2 separate regions of the Acanthopagrus latus genome follow, and region 1 is linked to region 2. The links are chromatin contacts, called in public Hi-C maps. All regions are on one chromosome and are shown on one strand. Each heading gives the region's core, a stretch centred on a gene start, on an enhancer-like site or on the middle of the called end of the contact. The rest is flanking DNA. Distances are from core to core; before and after follow the strand shown.

Region 1 (6,358 bases), core at 1,480-3,979, 160 kb before region 2:
TTCTCTTTGGGTGAACATTTCCCCCCACACATCGTATCAACAGGAGCACTCTTACTGCCGATGCTGCCCAGCAGTTGTAGTTGTGTCGCCCCCTGATGGCCTGGTCCACTGAGAGAGCATCTACCACTGCTGTCACCAGGTACAGAGCAGCAGCACTGCAGTTCACACACAGTGACTGGGAGACAGAGGACATGAAGAGTGGCATACAGAAAGACAGGACGAAGCAGTCAGACAGTTCTCTCAAGTGTGAAGCCGAAAACTGATAATGGTGTGTGTGTGTGTGTGTGTGTGTGTGTGTGTGTGTGTGTGTGTGTGTGTGTGTGTGTGTGTGTGCATTTGTTACCAGGGTTGTCCAGGGGATCTGTGGTATCCTGTTGTGGACTCCAATGAGGTAAACTATAAACAGGCAAACGGTCAGAACCCAACACACGACAGCAAAAAACATGACCCAGCAGAGAGCAGACAGCCGGAAGTACTCGGTACCCCCGACCAGAATCCACACCAACATGCCACACACCTGGGGGGCAAGGGAGTAATTTAAGACCTCAAATGACTTCTTGATTTACTTCAGAGTGAAAGAAGGAAATGAAAAACAAACGCAGGAAAAAGATGAAACTAGTAACATGAGCAGAAGAGAGACAAATGTGGTGGGACAGGTTGGCATAGTTGTTCTCTATATAATCTCTGTGTATACAGGTCAAAGCTACAGCAGTTACTGTAGATCTTAGCCGGTATGGGAAATTCAATAAAGCAAGAAGAACCCTAAAGTCATATTATATCTCACACTGAATTTACATAAACCTCAACATTAGTTTGGGGGCAATACATGTACTTACTGTAGTGTCAAAGACGAGTAAAAGTAAATTCAAAGCTCTTTTCTTGACATATACAGAGAGCATTCAATACAATGTGGAGTGAAATGCAAAAAAAACTTAATGAGATAAAGGGATGAAAAGATGAAGACAACATATTGTTTACATTTACATTAAGGGCATTTGGCAGACGCTTTTGTCCAAAGCAACTTACAATTAGAACATTTGTCACATATTGTGTTACGTGTATACACGTTATACAATATACACAACATATTCACTGCAAATATATACATAGCCACCAACAAATATCAAAAATACATACATATTATACTACACAAAATGAAACAATAGTTCAATTCTACATATATTAATGTATAAGTATACATTGTATATATGTCAACCAATCATCAGCCTGGATGATTATCAGTCAATATTCAGCATTTTCATTAAATGATCAGAATCAGTGTCATGCAATTAGTTTTTTTTATCTGATTGCAAATCAAACTAATTAAAAATGGAAATCCGTAAGTAGAATGCACTGGATTTAAGAACATGTAGGACTGCTTATATTCCATCACTGGTCTTTACAGCTTCATTGTTCTTTTTTTTTTTTTTTTATACCACTGGGAAGTGGTGAGGGCATTCATCAGGAGCAAGATACAAACACAGCCCCTTGTAAAGCACCTCCTATCAATATTATTTCAGTTTGTTCCAATTTCTGTTCTCTAGAATGTTTGCGTCATCTAATTTTAAGGTCAGTCTCAGTTAACTACAATAACTTGCACCCAACGTGCCTCCATCTCCTCTGAATCTGAAGTGTTGTGTGGAGGAACTAAATCTCTTTCCTCTTGCGCCAAAACCGATCCCACCCTTCCTGTTTCACAACAAAAGATTCCTGCTGGATGTTTCACATCCGACAAGAAAACATTTTCTGTAAAACACGAGTTCAAGTTTAATTTTAGCTCTGTTTAAATGGAATCCCTCACAGGTCATCTGCCAAGTCACTGAGATGTTTCAGTGCACCTGTCCTAGTAATTTAACCCTGAATAAGCAGTCAAATGTGGTGTTTTCAGGATGCAATTTAGATTTTTTTTATCAATCCTCAAATTTATCGATGAATTGAAAGCAATGATCCCACAATCTGTTACATAAATCGACAAGTTTGAAGTGCGATTGCAATAAAATTTGACTTAAAACTCTCTGCAGTCATTTCCAATCAGATTAGTCTGACAGTGGCCTGCCCAGCCTCTGTATGGCAGCCAGCCAGACTGTATTTACAGAAAAACTGTCCAGACTTTTTCCCGCTGCTGATTTAGAAAGGAAGGGAGACAATGAGAGAGATAAAAGGAGGAAGAGTCAATATGCTTGGCATGTTTTTGGTTAACTTCCTATTTTCCTTGAAAATAGGTTCATAGATTTTCTGTAAATCCGTTAAATGCAGTCGAAGGAATGATACTTGAATCCTTTCATGACTTTTTTTTTACTCGTGAATTTCAGATCTTTTTCAAAGAAAAGGATTAAAAAATGTATTTGTGTACAGAACCTGCCCTCATACATGTTGTACTGTGCTACCCTCAAAGAAACGTCGTCTCGTCTTCTCTATTACTGTCTCTCATAAACATTATAATTATTTCCACTTCCTGTCACTGCTCCATTAAATGTACAATCAGTTATCCCAGAAGTAACTTCTTGTCATCAAATCAGGCGCCAAACATCTTGGAATCCATATTCACACTTACTATCTCAGCCAGGAGGAGTAATCCTGTGGCAGTTGTGGTGAAGTGATGGTCGAAGGCCAGGGTGGAGGTTGAGATGTTGCATTCTGGTACTGAGGGAGTCCTGCGGGCCGACACCACTGCAGCCCTGTCCATGGTGCACTGACGCTGGCGGTCTGTGTGCTTTCAGTCAGGCTGTCGCTTTCGGAGAGGAAGCCGTGTTCCTGTCCCGGACTCTGACAAGGACACCCCTCTTTGAGCTGATGAATACTGTATATCAGCTCACATATCAACAACAATTGCACACACAAACATTTGAGTTGTGCCTTGTCTCACACACTTTCATTACAAAATAACTGATTGAAGAAAAATGACTTCTCTCTGTTGGGTGCTTTAAAGTGAACAACTCTACACTGTAGAGCCAATTTCGCACAAAAACAGTTGAAACAATAGCGTGACGGAGGCCATGCCGCTACGTCACATGTTTGATTTGGCTCAGAGGTGGCAATAAATAGGAAGGGAATGGAGATGACAGTAGTACAGAAGCTGATGATGACAAATCTGCTACTGATGATGAATAAGGCTGGCAGGCTGGAGGCAGAGGTGGCGTCTGTGTTAGGGGGCCACAGTAGTGCTTCTTCTAGCAAACAACCAAACTACAATTATTGTTATGTTATTGCTGTTATGTGGTCACTGTGTTCAGCAATACAGTGAAAATCAATTTGGTTGTGTTAGCTAATGCACAACCATGAAGGATTTTTGTTTGTGGTGCATTTAAGAATGCACAGAGGGCAGTTATAACAGAACGACAACATAAAGACTCTGAAAACAAACACGGAAAGACTTTCACTTAATGTGAAAACAGCCTACTAATGTCACTATTAATAAGCTCTAATACTTGATTAGCTGAATGGTGAAGCATCCTTAAAGACACCAGCAGGGGACATTTTCACTCACACCTGAATCACAATTAATACTAATGCAACTTTGAAAATAAGGGCGACACACTGTGGCGCGTTACTTATCTCAAAGTTTAATCTGCAAATCCAGCAGATTCAGTGAAATGAAATGAAATGAAACCAGCCGAGATCACTTTAAAGATCCCTCCCTGTCTTCTGACACATGCACCCTTTAAATAACAATCTGTGTCTGATATGATTTCTACATTCTACTTTAAAGATCAGTGTCTTTGTTCAAGATTCTTAAAATAACATTTCAAGTTTAACTACAGAGTACATTAAGGAAAGGAGAAATGCCCAGTCTCGGTGTGTGTGCACTTATACTTGCGGAAGCTGCATATTGGACCAACGTTGGCTCCGAATTTGCGATCATGTTAAACTCAGATTTAAGCTGAGCACACTGAAGCTTAAACATCCATGTGAATGAACAAACCCCAAAAAGAGTCAAGTCATTTGTATTTATAAAGCCTATCACAACTAACATTGCCCCAGTGGGTAGTACAATCTGCACAGTGCACACATTCTCTCCTTAGACCCTTGATTCAAGTAAGGAAACCCTTGTAGCGAGAGAGAAAATACACAAAATTGAAGAAACCCCAGAAAGAGCCGCAGAGGAGGGATCCCTCTGCCAAGAATGACGGACCAACAATAAATGTCCCATGTACCAAACAGACCAACAGCGTCAAACAGTAAAGAAACTACAATGAGTTAAAATATCTGATAAAAGTAGATTCTAAAATATACATGTGAAGACAGTAAATTCAGGAGGATGGGCAGGCCAAGGTGTGGCTACACGACCTCCTCTCTATCATGGTGACTTGGAACAGGACAGGATGACAAGATTATCGAAAGAATCATCAGAATGTGTACAGATGGTCATTTTTATTTTTTACCCAGTGTTTGTTTTTTTTTTGTTTTGTTTTTTTTAAATAATAATAATAATAGTAAGATTGTAAAACAGAAGTAAGCAATGATCCATGAGGGGGGCCCTGAAGGTATGACGCTCCACATCCAGCATGTGTGAGGCAGGAGAGTGAGAGGTTCCCGCGCGTCTGAGTGGAAACAGAAACAAAAACAGAAGTTAAAAAAATGCAGAGTCTCTCAGAAGTAAAAGATTGTTGTGTTCTAGTACACAGTCGAGGAGAAGGAGGGGCCTCCTCTTGCTCAGAGCTTGCTGCTGCATTAAGTTGTTTTGGACCACTAAGAGAGAAGAGAGATATCTGGCCTAATTAAAACACTGCTGCAGTGCAGCCATAGAGGCAGTGATTGTCTTTGACCACTGGGGGGCAGTAGTCACACATGATAACAAGTAAGAGGAAAAACGGGGACAAAAGACAAACAGTTGAGGCCAACAAGAGGCACTGTTATCACTGAGGGCTTGTAAATAGTGGTTTTATTTACTAATTGTGTCGCAGCTTGGTTAAGCTAACATGGCTAATACCACATACTCTTTGGGGTCACCTGCCTTTAACTTGGGTGACCCAGAACATAATGGTGCATGTCTGTGTGTTTTTCCAGGACAGAGTAGAAAAGGTTGGAACAGAGGGAAATAAAGTGTTCCAAGGTTTGTATTGATAAACAAAAAAATAACCCCTATATGATGAAACAGAGTTTCATTTCAGTTGTATTTGAATTTAGTCAGTGAGACAATATCCTGTCAACTCTGGCAGCAGATCCCCAAGAAGGCAAGTCAAGCTTTAACTCTGATTGGACAGCAGTGACTCAAACAGCCGGGTGACTTTAAACTATCATCATTAGTTTCATTACAATGAAATCGATTGTCATTGAAGCCACTAGAACTTTTGGACGTAAAATCAAAGCAGCTCCTCCTCTCCTTCAACACATGCAAACAAATAGACCAATAACCTTCACACTGAGATGGTGCAGTCGATAGCCAGGGCGATGCATTATCTGACTGGATATTTTACATGCTTTATCTTATTCTACTCGATAGTCTAATTCTGCCCTGATGAGCACATTCTGCTCTGAACAGCGATCCATCCACCGCAGCAATCCATACTCCCCATTACTCTGTATCTCCATTTACTGAACCAACAGGCCGGCTTTTGTTGACTATCAATGGCTACATGTAGCCAATACAATGAAAATAAAATAGTCAATCAAGGCATTTCTGCCGATGGATAGGCAGCCTGCGCCTATTAGTCTTTCTTGAGACCAATAGATTTTCTATATAAGCTGTCTAACAGCTAATTATTACAGCAGGACTGAGGTCATTTCACTTTCATTCAATTAATTAAAAATGGAAACACAATCTCAATGTCATTTACTAATGTCAGAGCATATTCTTAATTATTTCTTGACAGATTGAGTGTGGCCACCTTCAGAAAGTTTTCAGTGTTAACCGTTTAGGAATTCCCTTTGACAGATTGCCGTTGCAGTCTATGCTCTGTGTTATATTTGAAAGGTTAATTATAGATGATTCCTTAATAGAAGATAATTAATAAAGCAAATGAAAAAAGTTTGTTAATTATAGAAAATTCTTCTCTTTTTTCATTTTTGTGTATAATGTTCTGGCTGTTCAGAGGCTTTTATGGTGATTTTTATATTTATGGGTAATTCCAATTTATAGTTTGTAGTATAGTTCTTTGGTTTGTGTTTCCACTCTGCAGAATGAATGGAGGGAAAGGTAACACATTTATTATTTGTATTCAAAAGCATGCACTTATCCCTTCTCATCTTATATAACACACACATGCGCGCACACACACACACACACACACACACACACACGCACACACACACACACACAAGAGTACTGCCAACACAGTATCTGTACTGAACGTATGAATAATAGAAGCCACTTGTCGATGTGCTCACATTAGAGTGGACTCTCTCCTCAGCCACACAC
Region 2 (5,860 bases), core at 174-2,673:
GTGTTGGACAACCAAAAACTGTCGAACTTTCGACAGTTTCGAGCAACAGCCAATATAATTTTTCGTGTCCTTACACAGGATCCGTTAGTATAATCTCCGACCAAGCAATTCATATGAAAGATGACTTTTTTCTTTGCACTGAGTGCCTGATGAAGCCATTAAACGATAGCCTATAGAAGTTTGGTTTTTCCAATTATAGAATAAAACTTTCACACAATCATGTACGTCTAATAAATCCCCAATAGAAAATGTAAGGAAGGGGAAGGGGACCTGTAAAGCAAAAAGTATAACTGTGAGAAGGGGTTAAGGAAATCTTAACACAATTTGAATGGTTACAGAATATTTTATAGATGGAGAGGGACTGAACAACAAGGGCCAGTGGAACTCCTCTCTCAGTACACAGAACTTGAAACTTCCTAACCTGTAAGGTTACATACAATTGCTATGAGCACCGTTTCCGCTAAAGGCATTTTGGTCTACAAAATAAAAGCAAGAAATAAATTCAATTAAAAAATGTTTTCCACATTTGCCTCTTACAACATTGTATCTGCTAACTAAACATTTTTTATAACCAGGAAACCTCTTTTAATGATTGCCGATATATTCTGCCTAAAATGGAGCCCTTTTCTGTATGGCCACACCCAGGTTACTCAGTATAGTTGACTGAGCAGAATTACAAAATCAAAATCATGTCTTCGCTTCAAGTCAGATGGGCTAAGCACTAAGCCAGACCGCTACTGTCATCCACCAAGGCAGCTGCAATTTATAGTCTTCCTTACATTTCAGTGGGTTTAAATAGGCAGAAGAACTACCCAGTCACATGACTGACATATATAGTCACAATTTAAGCTGAAAACATTTCAAACTTTGCTTTCAATTGGTGTAGGTGTTTATGTTTTTAAAAATATATTATGTAAAATAGTCACATTCTCACAACGACACACTACCATGTTACATTAATGTTCCAAATACTTAAGATATTTTTATCTACAGTTATTAAAAACATTCTAGCCACAATCACATTACAATGTAATATAAACAAGTTATAAATCATTGTGTAACAATATCAGAGACTAGTTACGTTTTGGAGGTATTGTCATTCAGAGTATTCCATCCATCCATCCATCCATCCATCCATCATCTGTACATATTCTATGTACGCCGCTTAATCCTCTGCAGGGTCGCGAGAGTATTCCATGTCAACAAATTTTTGCAGGTAAGTCGATTTTACATCTACCTTCTATGGTATTTATATGGTCTATTCAGCTTAATACACTTGTGTACACCAGAGCCTACTAAAAATAGTCAAGTGAAACCAGATATTTTTAACACGTCTCTTAATGCAGATTATTTTGAAATCACTCCCACCGGATGCGGCTCAACATTGTTTCCACTTTGACTCGGCTCACCTCAGCAGCTTTGTTTCCAACAAGCGATTCAGTCAGCACCGCTCAGGAAAAAAAAGAGAAGCTGCTGAAGTTCTGTGAACAGGCTCAGGACTGACTGAATTCTTCTTTCCGGTTCTTCATATTCTGACACCGGTGTCGTGTTGAAGTCTGTTCCCCTGTCAGATAGTGGTTTATGTGGCGGTGCAGGGAACAGGGTTTAGGGTTAGGCGTAGCAGAGACAACTGGTTGGGGGGTGAGGGCACGGTCGGGGTCAGGTTAAGCATCTCGGAAACCTACTTGTTGCGTTTGGGATTAAAGTTTAGGTTGGGGTTGAGGTTAAGGTAAGGGGGAACCAATATCGACGGGGAAACAACACTTCTTCACGGCTGCATCGTCGCGTTTTGGCTCAACCGTTAAACGTCGGTGAGCAGAGTCACGCTGCGTGAACCGGCGGTCGTCTTTGGCTAGTCGCCCAACAGAGAGAACTGGGCTTGTTTCTGCCTCCCCAGAGAAGTCCAAGCTGTCTGCTCATAGGTAAGAAGTCTTTGTGTGAGTTTGTGAACGTCTCAGATTTAAAGTTTGGTGATTACGGTTATCCTGGAGCAGGTGCACCGTGCCGCACAGTTTGGGATAACGTGCAGCGGTTACTCATGGTAGCATCCGTTCATGCGACACAACCCGACAAGCCTTTAACGAGTGAAACTATTGAGTCTCTTCCTCATCTGTTACTTACCTTGTTGGCTCTTGCTAGCTCAGCTCTATTAGAATAGGTTATTTCTTGCATGAGAACCACCCTTTGGTCTGATCTAATAAGTAGTTGGCAGTAGTTTGTGTGACTCAGAAGTGATCATGTAGAGGCTCTGGAGTGTGTCACAGCAGCTTGAAGGCTGTGGGCACCTTTTAATAAGATTGATTTCAGGCTTAGGTAGACCTAATCCTATCCACTAAATCTGCCTCCACTCATTAAAAGTGACTGAAGTCCCCTCAGTGTCCACAACGAGTCTGACTGATCATCACAGCTTTGTTACCTCCCAGACACTGAACAAACCATGTCCACTAATGTCAATAGGTACGTTTATTGTTACTCTGGTCTGTCAGCGGGGTCATATACATGTATCAAACTTGAATTTGTGCCTGAAAAGGTTCAGTTGCCAAATATGTAAATCACACTATGTAAATAGGATATTAAAATAAATCACTTTGCTTATAGTTCCAGTCCTGCATACAATTAGAGCATTCCTGTAAAAAGTATTTTTATATTTACATAAGATGCAATTGTTGTTAAGTTAACCCATAATCTCTTGATAATTGATTTTCTTCATTAAAAGTAATGTTTATTAGGTTTCCCTTCAGAATCCAATTGCAGAGACCAAATGATGGCGTGAGTCACAGGTTAGTTGAAGCAGGCCTGTGAGACTTTACTGAGATGTGGTTCCAGAACAGGGCTGCAACACAGTGTCATACAGTCAGTGGGAAAGGTACTGAACTTCATCTATTTCACTGAGGAGGAGGAGGAGGAGGAGGAGGAGGGTTTCTCAGCCAGTTCAGAGAGACTAAATAAGGTTCCAGTTGGTTTTGCCAACAAACAGCACATGATCTGTGGAAGGCCAGTGTACAGTCTCACTGCTACACACACACACACACACACACACACACACACACACACTCCTGAGAACTTTCACACAACCAGAAGCTGGACCTGAACTGATAGCTCACATGTCTGCCTGGCGGACAGAGCGACTGACAGATGGGCTGCGGGGGGTGTTTGTTCTTATCTGACCTCTCTGTCCCACCTCACACACACAGACACACACACACACAGACACACACACGCACACGCACGCACACACACACACACACACACACACACACACACACACACACACACACACACACACACACACACACACACACACACACTCCTTGTAGCATATGGTAAATCATTCATAATCATTGGACATGTGTTATATTAGTGTTTTGTAACCCTAGAACCTCCTGTTAATGAGCCAACATGAGCCCCCTCCTTCTGAAAGATTGAACAGTATGCATTCATTTATTTTGGTATGACACTCTACGGAAACATGTTGTATGTTTTACTTTGCCAGCACACATGCTTTCATGTAAGTGTGCTAGAGAAAGAGATTTCCGTTCGAAACGACAGAAAAAGTCAAAGGTTGCTTTCAATGTGGCCCTAGATATTAACCCCAAAGCTCCACACTATCAGTGTTGGGTAACTTTATGAATTTATGGCTAGTTAGCTTCCGACACTTGAAAAGAAAGTCACATGGAACAATACTAAAATGTGTGGCACAATATATACAACAGTATGTATTGTGTGTGAGTGCATCAGTTTACACTGGTTGAGGTTTGAGTAGAATTTATTGAAAAGAAAACTCACTTAAGCAACACTGACTTTTTACAAAATGTTTTCCTTAATTTTACCTTTGATCTGGTACAACATAATATAGTGTGATACTGTTAACCAAATTGTCATTTGAGGCAACCATTTGGATGTAAAAAAAAAGCCTGTAAATGTACTAACTAGAGGAGTTATTTTGTGTAGCGTATGAACTGATGGTTATTGTGAATTGCACTGGAGTGTGTGTCAGACCCATTACAAAATTATAATATAATATATATAATGTATTTAATTCAAATAGCATCAGATCTTTACACAAAGCAGTCAAGTCATTGCTTTATGTGACTGTCAGAAGTTTCACTTTGTCAGTCTTTCTCTGCCTTCATGTTGGAAAGTGCATTTAAGGAGTTGATAGTGGTAAGTGTGAAACAAAAGTATCAAAACTTGAACCCAAGTCTTTGCAGACATTGTGTCTCATTGCCAGGCTGCATGTTTGATGCAATCACCAGAGCTGAAGGCTGAGAGATTTAAGAAGACTCCTCTGCTGACTGTGCCAGCTTTGTTCAATCCCAGCAGGATGAGCCAAACCGCCTAACACCATGTATGGCCTCCTGAGCCATAGTAACAACAGTATCTGTGCTATCTGCCAGGCTTTTTTTTTTTTTTAACCTTATCTCTCTGCTTTCCTGTTGTCTTGTAGAATATGAACTGTCAATGGCAGACCTTGTTTCTGCTCCACTAATCTTATCACTTGTCTCTCTGCTACCTCTATTCCTCCATCCATTTATCTCTCTCTCCTCTTTCATCTCTTTCTTCCTCCACCTCTCTCATTATATCCTCCCCTTTTTGTCCATCTTCCTCCTGGATGTGATTTCCTCCTTTCTGCTCGGTGTGATATGAGAGCAGGCACAGTTTGTTCTGTCACATACAGTCATGAACACCAGTCAGCCCTTTCCACACCTTTTGTAACTTGAAGGACAAAGTGCATTCTCTCTTTACTAGTACATTGTCTTACACCAGGAGGTGTTCAGCTCTGACATTACATGAACTGTTTTAAAGGATTTCCGAAAGGATGTCTCAACCTCCTTTGACAGATCATGTGACTCGTTGGTCTTTAAATCCAGGTTCCTTCTTCTCTGTTTGTCTTCCTCTTTGTGTCTCCTTCCTGTGAAGTAGTTGAGACACTGTGAGTAATGGTATATTTTTTTTTTTCTGACAGCAAGCCTGCTAGATTTTAAGTTTATAGGAAAACTGTTCCGTGTGCATTTGCAAGTGGTATGTCAGAGAGAGATACAGTGAATAGGAATCGAAAGAATGGAAGAGATGTTATCCTTTTTACGCCCGTTCTTTTTGTCCACTTGCCATCAAGCAATCACGTCACTGAAACACAAGTATTCAAACACGCTTCAGTGACGTGATAAGCTCGTTGCGACAGAGCGGCTGTGTTTTGCAACTTTACCCACAAGATTTTTAAAGCTGAACTGAGCAGGTTGTTTATGTGTCACGCTGTGAAAGTGATGCAGTTGGGTTGGCCCCTCAACAGATGTGATCGGAAAGACCTCGCACACCCAAACAGGTGTTTGCAGTTATTAGCTGATGAGATGACTGCATTATTGTGTGTGTGCAAGCTGAGGAGAGAGAGATGTCAGTAAAGCCCAGCCTGTACCCGCCCACACTGTCACGAGAGAGGACATCTGATATTGAAAGTGAAAACACCTGTGGTGGGTGTGTTTGGTGTCCTCACAAAATGAAGCACGTGTAATAAAAGAGAGCTGTTCTGAACTAAAGTAGAGAAGATAACGTGATTCAATGAGAACAAAGGGCACAAAATAATTGACAACGTTTATCAATCTTTGACAGATTGACTAAAGATTTTAAACAACACGCGGCACTGAAATAACCTGAGATCACAGTGACCACTATATAGTATAATTAACTAACAAATAATAATGTAGTTGATTGAGGCACAGCATTAATAATGAACAAGCAAGCAACTAACTCTGTTTTTTCTGGGATACTGTTGCCTCTGAACTTTCCTCTGTCTCATTAATCACCACTGCCATGTGGTTGTTGAGCTAGCTAATAAGTGTGCACAGTTATTTGAAATCTGTAA

The links. A called contact is a pair of places that touch in the nucleus more often than the background predicts.
Region 1: a contact with region 2 is called in a Hi-C map of liver, with 3 times the contacts expected there. The contact joins the promoter of cmtm8b here to the promoter of LOC119005790 in region 2. A contact is called at or near these places in 3 of 4 Hi-C or Micro-C datasets (liver and muscle).

The regions. Positions count from the first base shown.
Region 1 is chr17:10,362,047-10,368,404 of fAcaLat1.1, reverse strand. It overlaps cmtm8b (CKLF-like MARVEL transmembrane domain-containing protein 8b), which reads right to left and starts at 2,729. Exons shown (of 4, transcript XM_037072967.1): 1 at 2,555-2,729; 2 at 344-517; 3 at 56-175. The coding sequence starts at 2,686.
Region 2 is chr17:10,197,913-10,203,772 of fAcaLat1.1, reverse strand. LOC119005790 (trafficking kinesin-binding protein 1-like) reads left to right here and starts at 1,423. Exons shown (of 17, transcript XM_037073751.1): 1 at 1,423-1,922.